2 separate regions of the Rattus norvegicus genome follow, and region 1 is linked to region 2. The links are chromatin contacts, called in public Hi-C maps. All regions are on one chromosome and are shown on one strand. Each heading gives the region's core, a stretch centred on a gene start, on an enhancer-like site or on the middle of the called end of the contact. The rest is flanking DNA. Distances are from core to core; before and after follow the strand shown.

Region 1 (2,880 bases), core at 284-2,783, 270 kb before region 2:
CTGATGTTATTACCAACTTTGTCCTAGTCTACTGGGGAATAGGGTGATCTGGTTTTGTTTCTTGGCCAGGAATAGCTTGTGAAATCTTGAGAGAAAACATGACAAGAAACTGGGCCAAGTCTGGGGACAGGGGAAAACAGACCTTATTGTTTTGAGATTTATTCATGATGTTCGATACTTTTAAATTTTCATTTAATGACTGTTTTGAAACATGTTAATCCATTGTCAATTATACTGTATTAGTTACTATACGTGTGTATTTATCTAAATACAGGTATTATGTTTTGCATATGAGTGCTTTGAGTGTATCTGCACTAGTTAAGAAAAAGGTATTCTTTCAAGAGACCATTTTGCTTTTGGTCATCTTAAGATAGGCTGTAACATTGACTCAACCCTGGTTGAAGTCTACTGAATCTTACCTTAGTGGTGAGTGATACTTTTGCTAATATGCATTCCTTAAGAGCTTTGCCTCAAAATAGTTTGAGTTATCTGCTTTTTGGCCCAAAAGCATTATTCTTGCTTGCATGCCACAAGAGAAAGAGAACATGTGTCATTGTCAGTATTAAAAAAATACCAGGAAATAGTTGGGGGAGAATTCCAGCACACAGGAGGCAGAGGCAGTGGCAGGTAGATTTCCTGTGGTTCCAGGCTAGCCTGGTCTACAAATCAAGTTTCAGGATAAACAAGGCTACACATGAAACCTTGTTTTTAAAAACAAACCAACCAACCACCCTCCCAAAAGTCCAAAAAGTCCTCTGAAACTGAGATGCATGCCCTCCCCACCCAGTGATTTTTTTTTAAGGTAGCGCATATTAAGCTAGTTTAAATGCTTCAATTTGCACAACATTATACAAAACATAATTACAATAATTGGGTCGTTTATTCTTGCTTGAGATAGATTTCTAATAAAAGTATTAAGGAAAGTGTTTCCTCCTCTTAAATTCAACCTTTTTAAAGTAGAAGTATCTAGAGGTAATAGACAATGTTCTCTTGTTTGCAGAACATTTTTTTCTCCTGAATGACTGCAAGACATTAAGGATGTGAAAGGAAGGAGTGTTAACCTAAATCACTAAGTAAAGAAAATGTACCTAAGCACTCCCAGGGGAAGGATACTTGGGGTGAGATTTACCATTTTAATAAATGTTGGCATTGTTGACTTATTTTCTTAGGTTAAGAAGCAGGGAGTTTGTGTGTGCAGCAAACTAATTTTAAAGGGTGGCTGTGCCTGACTGAATAAAATATAACTAAGCTTGCTTTGATATCACTGGCCAGAATTAAAACCTTTTTTCCTTATGAAGAGACTTGAGACTTTTTGCTGTCAGTGACTGTCTTCAGGGTCCACAGAAGTAGATGGTTGGTAACCAAGGGCTAAGGGTGGGGAGGATGAGGTGGGATGGGAAGGCGATGTATCCGAGTATGCGACCAAGAGCTGAATGTGTGTGAAAAAGTCCTCCTCCAGCCTCGGAGGGGGTGTCTCCCCCAATACCAGCTCCCTCCCCCAGGGCTCATGGGGCGGGTCCGGTTTGCTCAGTAGCAGCGGCAGCCTTGGGGCTGAGCGGTGGTGGCCTCCTGGCAGCGCTGGCAAGAACCAGCTTCGAGAGCCCATGCCCTGGGGAGATCCAGTCCAGGCGGCTGCCAGGATGGAGGAAACGTCGAGTGGAGTCGGAGCCACCGGGGACGGACTTCCTCCCCAGTTCAGCTCCCCGACAGCTTGGCAAGGCCTGCACGAAGGGCCAACGAGTGGAAGAGGCTTGCGCCTCGGGCCTGGCAGCCGTAGCCGAGGAACGAGGCTGGCACACCGGGGTAACGCGCGAGCCGGGGCCGTTCTCAGGAACCTACGGCGCCACGGCCGCTCATTGTCTCTCCCCTTCAACCCGGGGGCAAACAGGAAGCCCGCCGCCTGGCCAAGCGACGGACAGGCGTCCGGACCAATGAACACAGCTGACGGAGAGCCCAGCGGCAAATGAGCGCCGGGAAGAGGGGCGGAACTTCCGGGCGGGCTGTCACCCTCTTCCCCCCTTTTGGGCTGGAGGCTCCACCTTTTGTGTTTCCCGCACAGTCAATCAAAATAGGAAAAAAAAAAATCCCCGGACCGCTCCGGCCGTGTCCGCCGCCGCTTCCCGCATCCTCTCCCGCCGCCGCCGCCTTCGCTTCTCACCATGTGTAAGGCGGCGGGGAGCCCCGCCTGAGGTGTCCTAAACACACTATGACCGGTACGTAAAGCCGAGAGAGAGCAACCCTTGCTGCCTCCGCCGCCGCCACTGCCGCCCACAGCCAGCCCGGGGCCGCCACCGCCGGCTCCCGGCCCCGAGTGCGCGACCGAGTGTCTGTGGAGGCAGAAAGCCGCACTCCCCTCCGCCTCCCTTCCCTCCCCGCCAGCCAGCGTCCAGCCCTCCAGCGCCAGCGCCGAGTGCCCGCCGGGCTCGGGGCGGGCGGCCCAGTCCGCCGGGAGCGCATCCCCCTGTGTGCGGGCGCGGGCGGCGGGCGGGCGTGTGTGAGTGACTGACGGTGCGAGAGGAGCGAGCGCCGCGGAGGGAAAGGGGAGGAGAGGAGAGGAGAGAGGAGAGGGGGCAGGGGCAGCGCGGGGAGGAGGAGGAGGGAACGAGGAGGAGGAGGGTTACAGCCGCGGCGGGCGGGGGCAGCAGGAGGGGAGGAGGGAGCGCGCCGCCGCGGCCGCGGCCGGGGGGAGGGGAAGGGGCCGGGGCCGGCTGGCGCTAATGTGGCCGCGGCCCGCGGGCCCCCTCCCTCCCCGCACCCGCCTTCCTCCCCGCCCCACCCCCCCCGCGCTGTGCCTGCAGCTCCCGAAAAGCCCGTGAAACAAGAGGAAATGGCTGCCTTGGACGTGGACAGCGGCGGCGGCGGCGGCGGCCACGGCGAGTA
Region 2 (2,700 bases), core at 182-2,681:
GCAGACCCGTGTTATCAGGCCTGGCTTCTTCATATTCTGGCCGCTTTGATGACGGTTGTGGGCAACGTTTCAATAATCGATTGTTAAATTAGTGCACTTAGGCATGCCTACCAGGAAGACAGAGATTGGCAAGAAGATGCCTGTCCTCTCAGAACTTAATTCTAATGTAGAACAAGCCGAGTGATGTCAAACCCAAGGCAGGGGTGCCAAAGGATACCTAAGAGAATACCAAAGTTAGGTGTTCACCAAGAGCTACTGTTCAGTCCACAGTGTACCAGGCATGGGGAAGCCTGCAGAACACAGGGGAGATCAGGTCCAGCCTTAAACATCCCAGTCTGGGTGAGGAGACCATCCAACATTTGAGGAACGGAACTACAGGGAGGGATGTTGTCACGGCTGGACTTCAGTTGTGGCTGTTTGGTGTCAACAGTAGCCAACACACAACGTCTAGGATCTATGCTACTCATCTGCTTCCGAGTTATAAAACGTGGTGACCTGGTAACCATACAGTCTGCACAGGCTTGTAGCTTCTTTAGAAGCCCCTCAGCTCAGTGAGGGCAGCACCCATGAATCGTATTGCTTCATCTACACTTTGCTGTATCTGTAGTGGCCACTGGGCAACCCTTGGTGAAAAAAAGCGCAGGACATCACCATTCCTTATTTTCATTCTGTGAAAACCCCTAGAGCACAGGAAGAGGGCTGCAAGTTCTAGGCTCACCCTCTGCCCTCCCTGTGGCTGCCCCTCCCCGTCCCCCACTCCCAGCCCCTCTCTAAAGCAACTGGCTGATGCAGCAGGAGTGGGATGAGTGAGTGTAATTCTGCCTGTAACACTCCCAGCCGAGGGGCAATCTTGAAAGCTTTTGAAGGGATAGAGAGTGACAGTAGACAGATGGGCCCATTGACAAGTGTGTCCCCTGGTGGTGCTCCTGTCACAACTGAATTACTCTGTCACTTGTCATGTCTCGAAGTCAGGCTGAGCCAAGAAGAGGAAAGGCGATTGTTTCTACTGAGTCTTAGTCACAGGGAAATGACTCTGGAGCGGGGGCGGGGAGGGTACTGTGTGCTCTGGCTTCGGGAAAGTTTTATCACTTACTAGGAGTCCAGAGGAGGGCGGGCTAGAGAAGGCAGATGCGTGCAAACGAAGGCTGTTGGTGGGGATACTTTGCATTGGATCCCGATTTGGTGTTACTCGCTGAGTCAGGCTCTCTCTTGTACCCTGCCTGTCTATGTAGCAGGAACTGGCTTGGGAGCTCAGGTGAGCGGGATGGCAGCTCTCGATAGCCAGCACTACTGCCTCCATAGTAAGGGTACTTGACTGCACCCGTACCTGGGAGCCCTCACCTGCCAACCTCCATCCTCCATGCCCGCCTGATTAGGACAGGATCTGCTCGGAAACTTTCCATCCCACACTGCTGAGTCATGCTGCACGGGCGGGTCTCCAACCGCTCCCGGACACTTCGGAAAAGGGAGTTGACTGTGACTCTAGTCCTAGCCTATGTGGCCCGTGGGGAATGTGGCCTGGAATGTACTAGAGCAGCTTCAAAGTCAGGCCTGGAAGATGTTAATGTGATAAACATGTTTAGAGTCATGTTTTAGCCTGTCTGTCCGTGTATGTGTCTAGCATCTTTATATCTATCTGGGGAGACAATTTAAAAACATTATTTTACATTCTCTCCCTGTCCCTGTCCCCCTCTCCCTCCCCGTCCTTCCCTCCCCACTTCCTCCGCCCTCCTCCCCCGTGTGTGTGTGTGTGTGTGTGTGTGTGTGTGTGTGTGTGTGTGCCAGGACACACATGTGACATTCTGGGAGTCAGTTCTCTCTTTCTACTACGGAGGTGCCAGGGATCAAACTCAGGTCATCAGACTTGGTAGCCTGTGCCTTTCTCCTCTGAGCCATCTTGCCAATCCCGTAGGTATTTTTTTTTTTGCATTGCTGATTACCTTCTATAATGTACATTACATTACATTAAAGTTTTTTTTTTTATCCCAACAGTTCTCCTTTGCTCATTTTCTCTGTATAGACTTTCTATGAAGCATCAAGATGAAGTCTCTAAGGTGTAAAGGCTGTTTGGTCAATCAACCTAACACATACTTTAACCACTCCTTACTGTAGTCTAGGAAGTACGGCCGTGACTAAATGTTCACCTTGACACCCGGGAATCCTGTGAACTGGCTGGCTAGGCTGACCATGAAAGGCCGGTTGGCTCTTAAGGAGCTGGCCACTTTCCAAAGCGTCTCGACACTGGGATGGTGCTGGTGAGTGCGCAGACGTGCGTATGGGTGTGTGTGGCTGTGTATGGGAATCTAAATATGCTGCAGGGCCCAAATTCTGTTTGTAGTAAGCGATGTTTGATCTATAGAAATGGAAGCTGTCGTGCCTCATGATCCTGTTGGCTTTGGGACTTCCTTATCAATCACAGTCATGAGCTTATTACTTGTCATCCTCTTGTGATCGGATACAAAAGGGCAGCCATTTTGATGTGTGCACGTGTATGTTTTCGGTCACAGAGGCTTAAAATGGCAGCCCTATGCACCTACTTCTGTGTACATTTAAAGCGTTTTCTTTTACTTTTTGTTTATGGAAACGTTGAAATGTTTAAAGGAATAAGGGATATAGTAAGAAAATCTACCTGTTCAACATCAGCTTCCAGAAGCATTGATCACGCCACATCTGTAGCTCTTACTCTTCTCTCCTTCATGT

What was found. A called contact is a pair of places that touch in the nucleus more often than the background predicts.
Region 1: a contact with region 2 is called in a Hi-C map of Schwann cells, with 4 times the contacts expected there. The contact joins the promoter of Sp3 here to the enhancer-like site in region 2. A contact is called at or near these places in 4 of 12 Hi-C or Micro-C datasets (the Rat2 cell line, Schwann cells, mammary epithelial cells and 1 more) and 1 of 1 datasets of contacts at active chromatin or transcription factors (oligodendrocytes).

What each region holds. Positions count from the first base shown.
Region 1 is chr3:78,263,170-78,266,049 of GRCr8, reverse strand. Sp3 (Sp3 transcription factor) reads left to right here and starts at 1,533. Exons shown (of 7, transcript NM_001427405.1): 1 at 1,533-2,213; 2 at 2,799-2,880. The coding sequence starts at 2,207.
Region 2 is chr3:77,997,217-77,999,916 of GRCr8, reverse strand. No RefSeq gene overlaps it. Among named protein-coding and RNA genes, the nearest start is that of Sp3, 270 kb to the left of the region's middle. Within about 2 kb of position 1,431, at least 18 of the 93 cell types and tissues checked have an H3K27ac peak or open chromatin away from gene starts, as enhancers often do. A contact at or near this core is called in Schwann cells, where this site is marked.